Regions from separate parts of the Mus musculus genome. Here region 2 is linked to region 1. The links are chromatin contacts, called in public promoter capture Hi-C maps. All regions are on one chromosome and are shown on one strand. Each heading gives the region's core, a stretch centred on a gene start, on an enhancer-like site or on the middle of the called end of the contact. The rest is flanking DNA. Distances are from core to core; before and after follow the strand shown. Region 1 overlaps Ccdc144b (coiled-coil domain containing 144B). Region 2 overlaps 1810062G17Rik (RIKEN cDNA 1810062G17 gene).

What was found. Promoter capture Hi-C pulls out the DNA fragments that hold promoters and counts their contacts.
Region 2: a promoter capture Hi-C map of 3T3-L1-derived adipocytes shows a contact between it and region 1, with 3 times the contacts expected there. The contact joins two enhancer-like sites. A contact is called at or near these places in 4 of 39 promoter capture datasets (3T3-L1-derived adipocytes, cranial neural crest, hippocampal neurons and 1 more) and 2 of 115 datasets of contacts at active chromatin or transcription factors (astrocytes and embryonic stem cells).

The regions. Positions count from the first base shown.
Region 1 is chr3:36,041,455-36,047,188 of GRCm38.p6, reverse strand. It overlaps Ccdc144b (coiled-coil domain containing 144B), which reads left to right. Exons shown (of 12, transcript NM_178418.4): 3 at 289-481. Among named protein-coding and RNA genes, the nearest start is that of Ccdc144b, 9.2 kb to the left of the region's middle. Within about 2 kb of position 1,933, at least 5 of the 459 cell types and tissues checked have an H3K27ac peak or open chromatin away from gene starts, as enhancers often do. A contact at or near this core is called in 3T3-L1-derived adipocytes, where this site is marked.
Region 2 is chr3:36,479,336-36,484,850 of GRCm38.p6, reverse strand. 1810062G17Rik (RIKEN cDNA 1810062G17 gene) reads right to left here. Exons shown (of 3, transcript NM_028183.1): 2 at 5,284-5,367; 3 at 2,552-3,075. The coding sequence ends at 2,875. Among named protein-coding and RNA genes, the nearest start is that of 1810062G17Rik, 6.2 kb to the right of the region's middle. Within about 2 kb of position 2,775, at least 216 of the 459 cell types and tissues checked have an H3K27ac peak or open chromatin away from gene starts, as enhancers often do. A contact at or near this core is called in 3T3-L1-derived adipocytes, where this site is marked.

The sequences.
Region 1 (5,734 bases), core at 684-3,183:
GACATAGCTTTTATAGATCTATAGCCTCAAATGTCTGTCATTTCTTTCCTGTGAGGACATTGAGAATTGTCTCTCCTAGCTGTTTTAAGATACCGAGTAATGCTAAGCATAGTTATCTTACTGTGCTATGTGGATGCAAACTCGATTTTCCTCCCCCAGCGGCCTCATGTCCTTTATATACCTTCTATCTGTCCAGCATTGGGATGGAGGAATGAGAAAACATGCAGTCATTCATATATAAAATGTACTCCTGTATTTTATTCCCACATTGCTTTCTCCCTGGTTCAGATTCTGGTAGCCTATTAAAAATCCAGAATGCAATTCATTCATATAAAAGGTTAATACAACTGAAAACTGGTCACTGCAAAGTACTTCTAGAGAAACTTCAAACAGTGGAGAATGAAGTCAACGGACTCCGTAAGAAGCTTGCAGACGCAGCACGTGAACAACTCCAACAAGGACAAGAACTCTGCAATGTAAGGTATGACGTCAGCTCCCTTTCTAAAATGCCTGGCAGTTACAGGGACAGCTTAGTGGTAGAGACTTTGGCTAGTGGGGGTGGGGGGTCCTGGATTTTATCCCCAGTGCTACACCCAGGGGTTACAGTAGTGTGTGCAATCCCAGTCCTTGCAGGGCAGAGGAAAATCCAAGGCCGAAGGCAGTCTGGGATACATGGGGAAACACTGAAGAAGAAGGGGTAGAGAAGGAAGGTGGAGTTGGGCGGGTGGAGGAGAAGAGGGGAGAAGAAGGGGAAAAAGACTAAGAAGAAACAGCATTAGCAACAGCAGCACTTGTGGTCTGTGGAACATGAAATGTTAGGCATCGGCACAAAAAGTCAGCAGTCACTTCAAGGAGAATAATAGTTTATTCTGGAGTCAGATGTAAGTAGCCATGGCCCAAATATCAACATGGTCACACTTTCATGGACTTTTTATAGTACAAGAAAAGAGAAAATCATAAATTAAGGTATTTTAAAAATACATTGGTGGGGACATTAAGTAGTCAGATTGTGGAAAGCAGAGAAGTATCTGCGATAGGCCACAGATGGAGTCCAATAACATACTTAGCCTTTGGGTTGACGTCTACTGGTTCCCTCTGAACAGAATCATACACAGTAGTCACAGGGTGTTAGCTCAAACAATAGCATACTAATTGCTCCTGACCCAGTCTCTGAGCAAGTCCTTATTCCAGTCTGAAACCTAGAGAGCCAGGATGACACTGTCTACCTTTCTATCAGCATTCTTTTCTGGTTCCCACCAAGATGGCCTCCACTGCTCTCTGGACCTGATGAACCCCTCAATTCTTTATCTTTCATGTCTGGAAAATCAGCACCACAGGAATGCTGCTGCCCTGCTTGAGATGCAGTGCTTTCTCATATACAGTGCACAGCATCTGTATGCTAACTCTGGGAATACACTTTCCTAGGCAGATGCTTTGAAGGATCAGGGAATTTCTTCTGCATAGGTGTTCTGTCTTTAAATGAACTTGGATCAGCAGGAGATGGAGCCTCCAAAGAGTGTGATTTTGCCCTCAGGACATCTTTCCTGTTGTCTCATTGTAGCACAGGGAGTTTCTTTCTCTTTGGTGGTGCTGATCTCTTCAACAATTACAGCTGTTTTCTCAGCATCGACTTGAATACCCTCCTTTCTTGAATTGTTTGTTTGTTTGTTTGTTTGTTTGTTTGTTTTTTAAGACAGGGTTTCTCTGTGTAGCCCTGGCTGTCCTGGAACTCACTCTGTAGACCAGGCTGGCCTCAAACTCAGAAATTCGCCTCTGCCTCTGCCTCCCAAGTGCTGGAATTAAAGGCTTGCGTCTCTGCCAAGTAAGTTAGTCCTATCTCATTAAGTTCATCTTGACTTAGGTCCTTAAAACACAGGCAGAATAAACCAAAATATTGCACAAATGGCCTCTGACCCAGTTTCTGAGGAATTCTTATTCGGCTCTGAAACCTCAAGTGCCAAGACCCAACAACTGTCTACATTTCTATCAGCATTGTTACCCAGCTCCCACTGAAATGGCTGGGTAAATCCTGCTGACAGCGTTCATGGTTTTTTTTCTGACCACCAGTTTCAAACTTTTGGTTATTTCTCCTGCAAACCAGATCTAAAGGTCTGAAAAACACATGGCATGGTCAGATTTATCACAACAATGCTCCTCTTCTCCCTGGCGAATTCTGTTTCCTTTCTTTCCTTCTTTCTCTCTTTTTCTCTTTCTCTCTCTTTCATTTTTCTCTTCTTCTTCTTCTTCTTCTTCTTCTTCTTCTTCTTCTTCTTCTTCTTCTTCTTCTTCTTCTTCTTCTTCTCCTCCTCCTCCTCCTCCTCCTCCTCCTCCTCCTTCTTTTCCTCTTCCTCCTCTTCCTCTTCTTCCTTTTCTTTTGCTGGGATAAAACTATTTTGCAATCAAGTTAACAGAGACAGCATTTGCTTGGCTCACAGTTCCTGGACATGTTCCATCCTGACAGGGAAATCACAGCAGCAGGAGCCTGAGAGATCTGGTCAGAGTGCATGTACAGTCAAGACACAGAGGGCAATGAATATGCACTCAGCTTGCTTTCTTCATTTTATACAAACCTGGCTGACTTGCCCAGGAAATTGTCCTGCCCACAGTCAAGATGGATCTTCCCACACCAATGTATGTAACCAAGATAACCCCAACAGGCATGCTCAGAAGCCCATCCCAGGTGAGTCTAGACTATATCAAGTTGACAATATTAAACTTCACAGTCTCTGGACTTATCTGTGAGGTCATACCTGGATTGTGTTAGTCAAGGTTGGAAGATACAACTTGAAAGTGAACAGCAGCTTTCCACTGGCTGGAGTTCTGAACCAAATGAAAAGGAGGAAATGGACTCAAGGCTAACATGCCATCCCTATTCTTCCTGACTATGAATGCCAAGTGGCCAGCTTCCTCAAAGCCCACCACCATGGTTTCCCTGACTTGCTGAACTGGACACCAGCCAGGGCTGTGAGTCCATCCTTAGTTTGCTTTTATCACAGCAAGGGAGAAAAGTAACTAACACAGAAAGTCAGTAACAAGATTTAGGGGAATTGTGTAAAATTAATGGTGTGTGTGGTAGGCCTGTTGAGCTGATTTATGGGAGGAATGCCAAGGAGTATGCAGCAGTAAGATGAAAAACAAAAACATAGGGTGCTGTCGGCAAGCAGAGCTTAACAATCCAGGCTTCCGGAAGTGTGAAAACAAGTGTTCCTCGGGGAAGGGGTCTGGTCCAGAACTCCCATCAGGTGGTCCCGGACTCACTTCTGCCTCCCTGCCTGCCAATCAGCCACCGTACCATTGCAACTCCTGGCATGGTGTTGAGTCTCACATGGAACTGCAAGTAGCTCTTCCAGACCCAGTCCACCCACCCACCAACTCACCATTCAATGTGTGTGTCCACGATCTCCTTCTTTGTGTGTTTGTTGTTGATGTATAGAAAAGCTCTTGATTTGTGCCAGCTGATTCTGTATCATGTCACATTGCTGAATTTGTTTATCGGTCCTAGAATCTTGGAATCTCTAGCGTACAGTATCATCTGCAACTAGGGATAGTTTGATGTCTTCTTCCTCTGTTGATATTCCTTTAATTTCCCTCTCTTACCTTATTGCTCCAGCTAGTACTTCAGGAACACAGTTGAACGGGAGTGAGATAGAGCATATCTGACTCATTCCTGAGTGCACTTGGGTTGCTTCAAACTTATCTCCGTTTATGATGATATTGAGTGTGTACTTCTCATATGTAGCATTTATTGTGTATGTGCCCTCTAACCCTACATCCTTTAAGACTTTTATGATGATGGCATGTTGGATTTTGTCAAAGGTTTTTGCTGAATCTATTGAGGTGATCATGTGATTTTTGTAACTGTTAACTTATATGGTTTATTGCATTTATTCACTTGGATATCTATGACAAACCATACATGCATTTCAGGGATAAAGCTGACTTATTCCTGGTGTATAATTTTTTGATATTCTATTACTCTATATGCAAGGATTTTTATTGAATAATTTTGAGTCTATGCACATCGGGGATATTGGCCGATAGTAGTCTCTCTCTCTCTCTCTCTGTCTCTCTGTCTCTCTCTGTCTCTGTCTCTCTCTCTCTCTCTCTCTCTCTCTCTCTCTCTCTCTCTCTCTCTCTCTCCTTTCTTTATTTTTTGTATCTTTGCATGATTTCTGTATGAGAGTGAGACTAGCTTCATAGAAGGATTTGGGGAGTGTTCCTTCTGTTTCTTCTTTTTGAGTGGTATAACAAGGACTGGATGTAGATCTTTGAATGCCTGGTAGATTTCTGCTGTGAATCCATCTAGTCTTGAACATTTCTTAGCTGGAAGGCTTTTTACTGCTATTTCAATCTCCTCATTTGTTATAGGCTTCTTTAAGTTATTGAATTCTTTATTTAATTTTGATGTCTTGGCTTAACCTAGAAAACAAGTCATTTATTTTAGATTTTCCAGGTTTGTGGAATGAAGGTTTATAAAATATTTCTATATAAGGCTCTGAATTTCTGTGGTGTCTGTTGTAATGTTTCCCTGTTCATTTCTGGGTGCTCATTTAGGCCCTTTCTCTCTTTTTTTTCAGTCAGTTGGCCAACGGTCTGTCAGTTTTGTTTATCATCTTCTCCAAGAATCAGCTCTTAGGTTTCTGGATTTTTTTTTTTGTGTTGTTTTCTTTGTTTCTATTTCATTAATTTCTGCTCTGGTTTTTCTTATTTCTTGCCATGGGCTGGGTTGAATTTGGGTTGTTCTTGTTTTCACATCTCATTTAGCTGCATTTATTTGTGCTCTTTCCGACTTTTTCATGTTGGCCCTCAGAGCTGTAAATTTCCATTGTAAGACTGCTTTGAATGTGTTCCAGAGGTTTTCATTTGCACTCAGTTCCAGAAACTTTTTCTACTTCTTTCTTGATTTCTTCTTGGACACATTCATTCTTTCGTAATGAGCGTTTTAATTTTCATGGGTTTATGTATTTATGAGAGGTGGCTTTTTTTCTGTTAATCTTAAGATTTATTACACCATGGTAAGATAGGATAAAAGCAATGAGTTCAAATATTTTTGAATTTGTAAATATTTCTTTTGGGTCCCAGTATGTGTTCTATTTTATAAAAGCTTCTATGTGCTGTTGGTGAGAAAGTGAATTCTTGATGTTGAAATAGAATATTCTGTAGCTACCTGTTAAGTCCTATTAATGTATGATGTCAATTAATTCTGATGATTCCCTCTTTTTGTCCAGATAATGGTATATTGGAGAAAGTGGGAGTGTTATAATGGATTGATATTAAGCTGTGTTTTTAATTGCAGTTGTAATTTTTTTATTTTACATTTTGCATTTATTTTGCACGTGTGTGCATGCATACACGTGTCATGACATGTCAGAGGACAACTTGCAGTAGTCAGTTTTCTTGTTCCACCATGTTGTCTTGGGGTAAGCTTAGGTCACCAAGCTTAGTAATAAGGTCTTTTATACTCTGAGCCCTCTCATTGGTCTTTTTTTCTCTTTTTAAAAGTATTATGCTGATTATTGTATAAATTTACAGGACACACTGTGATCATTTGATTTATGTGTACAGTGTACAAAGCTCCAGTCTAGATATATAACATTTCTACTTCTTTAAACATATTATGTATTTTTCTTAATTTTAGTGTTAGTTGCCCACAAAATAATGGCTTCCATTTTGATATATAATGGCATGCATACAGGATATGTATATGGTATGTTCTCCTATTCCCATTACCCTC
Region 2 (5,515 bases), core at 1,526-4,025, 440 kb before region 1:
GGTTTTGCATATCAAACTAGGAATAGCCCTGCATGTTCTCTAGAGGAATAATCAAGCAGATGAAATGGGAGATGTGTGATGCTTTGGAGAAACTTGGTTAATGTTCAATAAATACCACTGAACTGGATGCAGGTCCTCATGTGCTCAGCGAGCTCCTACTCTGTGTTAGGGTTTACAGTAGACTGAACTGAGTTGGTTAGAGGCCTCACCTCAGCCTACCCCTGATTTAACAAGAAATACGGGTGAGAAAAGGGATGACTTTCAGATTAAAAATGGCAGCATGAATACATGTTCATCACTATCCCTCCCAAGATTATAAAAAGTGACTGCGAAGCGATTTTATATAGCTAACAAGGCATGCAGTCATAAAAATAGGCGTGAAGCATATGTGGCTGTGGAATTCTGGAAATGAGCTGGGTTAGCTTTAAAACCAATGTTAGGAGGCAGAGAGAGTGGAAAACTCAGTTGGAATCAGGAAGGCTGGTGGTCTGAAACAAGGAAATTCAGAAATATGTTAGAGACATCAGAATAAAGGTTGAATAAGAGGATTTACTGCACATCTGTGAATGAAGCGAGTTGGCACCCAAACTTTTACTGGGGTAGTTGGCTGGGAGCAAACCCAGAAGAATCTAACACAGTTAAACTGCCCAGCTCACTCTAGGGGTGTGTTCCAACCTCTTTTCTACCGTTTGTTTGTTTATTTGTTTGTTTCTTTGGAGACAGGGTCTTGCTACGAGGCTTAGGCTGTTCTCAAACTTCACCTGTCTCTTAAGAGCTGACACTGCAGGCAGGTATCACTAAGGAGAGATTTTTTTTTTTAAATGTGAATCATCAGACATTCAAGCTGAACATATATCTTGATGGATATAAACAAACAAAATAGATACACAGAAGCAGCAGCTGAACTCAGAGAGGAAGGAATCTTACAAACACAAATCCCTATAGTTATTACTGTCTTCATGTGGGTAAGAAGAGACGTGCCTGGGGTAATGGGAGGAAGCTGCGGTATAAAACTGTTCAGAGACTCTAATATAGCTTTCTGACAGTAAATGTAGTAGAATATTTCAGAAGTTTGGAGGGTGAAATTTAGGAAGTTGTCCAGAAAGACGATAAAAATTTAAGAAATAGAAAGAGAATTCATTAGAATTCATGAAGCCCAACACTAATAAGAGGCATTCCAGGAATAGAATTCACATATATGGGGAATGGGGTGAGATATTTTCAGGGAGATATTTGAAAAGTCGTTCCTGAGTACTATGTGAAAAGATGCTACAGAGCCCCAGAGATTAAAAAGAGCAAGAGCCAGAATGGCTTCTGGAAAATGACATCAAGCCTAGAGTCCTTCCCAAGCCTGGGTCCCTAGTCAGCAACAAGGTAGGTTCAGATATGCAAGTTATTAAAAGTTTACCACCCCTTTCCAGTCTTTATCAGGAAAAATACTGGACTACGGGATCCATAAAGTCAGCAAACGAGCCAGGAAAAAGACGAACTAGGGTCCAAGAGCATTTGGGTAGGCAATCACTCATTCCAGGCTGCATGACCCAAGGGGGCTGCTGGATTTAGAACTCTCTGGTGGGGAGGGACTGGCCGGGACAGACCACTCCACTGAACAGCTGGAATGATGTTTCCACGGGAAGGTTCCCGCACTGTTGTGAGTTTGCATGTCTGAAAGGAATTCCTCTAGGAATTTAAAGATAAGAAAGCTGCAGACACAGATGAAGGCATTGAGGACAACGGGGAAGCAGTGGGCAAGTAGAATCAGCTTGCTCCCTGGACTCCTTTCTGACGTATGTTTGTTTACCACGGTTATGTAAGCACTGGCTAGGGTTCCAACCAGGATTTGTAACGATTGGAACGCATGGGGAGATCACTAGATCGTTAACTGGTGTGTAGGCTCATTAGCTATTATTCTTTTTAAAATTCTGTATAGTTATAGTAGCTAACATAGAAATTAATTCCAGAAGGGAAAAAATGGGGGGTGGGTGGGGGGAGAGCGTCAAAAAAATATACTTCCAGAGGACGGAAGTTGGCAGGCTCTAGTAAGGCAAAAGGCTTTTTAACTATAGAGGCAGCAAACATTTTTGACTTTTAAATTGCAGGGCTGGCAAGATGGCTCAGTGGGTAAGGCGCTTGCAGGGAAAGCCCGGCAGCCTGAGTTCCATCCCTAAACCCATGTAGAAGTGGGATGAACTGACTCCCCGAAGTTCCTCTGAAACCTCTACGTGACAGCCAGAGCCTGTAGTCCCCCATCATATACACAAACACGTGCTAATAAACAGTTAAATATAACTATTTTAGTTTAGTATTTTTCAACATACTAGATGTTGAAAAGAAATAACATCTTGCAGCTTATGTTCTTTAGCTTGAGTTATAGACTGGTTTGACATTCAGAACTTAGAATCTTTATGACGTCAGATATATTCATTTTTTTAATCATGTGCATCTGTGCCCACATTGCCTTCATTCATATGTTGAAACATAATGTAGAGTACAAAAACTGTTTAAAAGCATGTATAATAATAGCTATATCAAACTTAGACATGCCAAACAATGCTGTATGTTGCTTTTTATTAGATTCATAATTGTGAATATGTTATATACAAATGAGCATAGCAATGGATTCTGTAGTTTTACTTTCTGGACATAAAATACAATGATAAGGCGTGCCCTGGACAGACCCAGGGGACCACAGAGAGGCCTTTACCTTGATTAGGAATGCCTCAAGGCAGGCTCGTGACCTGTGAGCCAGCTGGCTTGCAGCCTCCTTGAACTAGGACACCGCATTGGCTTTCACCGGCTCCACAGGGCTCCTCTCTTGCTAACATGGCCATCCTTGTCTGTTACAGCTGCAGCACAGGCGTCCCTAGAGAAGCCTCAGACTAAAACTGGGAAGGCTTTGTTAGCATGTTTTCCCTCTTCATTTCCCTTCTGAGCTGAAGTCCTCCTCGGGTGGCCTCTTGGGATTCCTGGACGATGAGTCATTTGTGGCCAGCAAACGCGCCCCACAACACACCGAGTGCTGGGCCTTTTATACCCTGGAGGGCCCTTTCTTCTGCAGCCTACGTTTTTTCTTTGCTGGGAGAAAAGTGAGGAGAAAAGATTGTATCCCAGCTGAGGCGCCAGGGGCTTCCCCTTCTCAAGGGCAGATTCTGAAAGTCCTTGGAAACACGGGCTTTGCTTTACTTGGGTGTTCTGAAACCTACATTTTAAAAGCACATTTTTATATTGGAATTGCATGCAATTTTACATCATCTATACACATATATTGAAATAGGAACCTTATGTTTATTTACTAGTAAATGCTGAAAACATTCTTTTTTTTGTGACTATATTTAAATCCACAAACCTCGCATCACTTTAGAAACTGTTCTCTCTTGTGCTTTTAGTCAACTAATAAATTCCTCCCCTAAAATAAGCAGCCCTTCTGACTTATTACTAAACTTCATCTAGATGGAAACAATAGATTAGTCCTTCCTAAGTCTCATTCCTCTTGTTCAACAGTTTTTTTCTTCCTTCCTTTGTTTCTCTGTTTTGTTTTTTTTTTCTTTTTTCCTACTGAGTAAGAATGAACTACATAGTATTCACCTACTCACCTACCTTCTTCCAGTGCAGAAGATCAAAACCAGGGCCTTGACAGATTATAAAAATGCGACTCAGATTTCTTGATTGGTTTCCTAGGGACTTTGTAGGATTCACATGGGTTTTCTAGAAAGGTGGGAGCTCAGATGAAGAGACTGTCTGTTTCCTTTCCAGAGTCTTTAAAGCCATGTAAGCCGTGAAAGAAATTTGGAACTGTTCTTTGCATGTCATTCTATCAGACACTGATCAGACAACCGGCTCAAGCTATCCCCAGATAACCCACTCAAGCTGTTCCCCAGATAGCTCACTGAGGCTGTTCCTATGTAGCCCATTCAAACTACCCCCAGATAATCCTCTGTTCCCTGTATAACCCATTCAAGCTGTTCCCCAGGTAACCTATTGGAACTGTTCTTCATCACAATACTTTAAACCGTATCTGAAAGTGAAGAAGTGGGGAAAATAAAGATAGGTCACAGACATTATTTAAAATCCATGAATATCATGACCTTGGAAGGTGGCCCTGGAATTTCAGTCATGTTGACCTCCAACACAGACTGTTTGAACATTAATTATGCCTTTGTAATAGCTTACCCTCAAGGCCACAGGATCTTACTATGACTGTAGGTCAGGAATCCGGAACAGGCTTGCTGGATTGTATGACACTTAGGGCTTTCCCTGTGGTGCAATCAAAGTGCTGAGATAAGCTGAGGGGCTCCTTGAGGTGGTGGTGGTGGTGGTGGTGGTGGTGGTGGTGGTGGTGGTGGTGGTGGTGAGTCCTTCATGGTGTCTCCTTGAGGCACCAGGAGCAGCAGGGCAAGGTTAAGCCTCTAACTGCCCACCCTAAATGCTGACTCTAAAGGCTTCTCTTTCAGTGGATGGTGCAACACACACATCTTGCTCATACATGTACGGTATGTCTCTCTAGTGGAAACACCAGAATGGCTGCCCCTGCAGCCTCACTCCTTGTTATAGGCTGCCAGCACACAAGCAGGGTGGGGCTGAGGTCTCAGTGCCTGCCCCATATCTCCTTTCCACTGTATCTTTTGTAATAGGTTTTATAATAGCTTTTATAATGAATTGATAAGTAGACGTAAATCTCTTACTGAGTCTTGTGACTCACCATTCAATTTTATATGAAACCTGAGGAAGAGGCTGTAGGAAACCTGATATATAGCCATTGTTCAAAATTGTTGGATGAGGGGGGCTAGGAAATTGGCTCAGCACTCGCTGCTTCTGCGGAGGATCTGGCTTGATTCCCAGCACCCATAAGGTGACCCAACCATCTGTAACTCTAGTTCCTGGGGGATCTGACATCCTCTTCTAACCTCCTTTGGCACCCGACATGCACATGGTATATATACATGATACATGGAATCAACATGCTTATGTCCATAAAGTAAATCTCCTTTTTTTTTTCCTTTTAAATCTATTTTTTTCTTTTTCAACCCAGGACTCACAATGGGTGTCTGAAATGAAGATAGTCTTATGGGACTAAACCCATAGTCTATCAGGTAGATCTTTTCCCCAGGTAGAGTCAAAATTCAATTGGAGTTTATACAATTAGTATCTGAGGAGTTGGAGAATTGCTTATTGTGAATGGAACACCCTTCCCCCCACCCCAAATTAACTAGTATATGAAATCGTTCCCCCTTTTGTAAAACTTTGAAAAACAAGACCAATGAAATACATACGTCACATACATACACAGAGACTGATAAGAAATTGCTCATGTGGCTGGAGAAGCAAAGGGTTGTACCATCTGCCATGCGTATGCAGGAGGTCGGGAGGCTGGTGGGAGAGCACAGAGGAGAATCATGAGTAAATCCTAATTCCAGTCTGAAAGCCTGAACCTGAAGCACAATGGGAGGAAGACTACCATCCAGCAGTATGGCAGAAACGAACCAGTTCCTCCTGGCCTTTTGTTCTATTTAAGCCC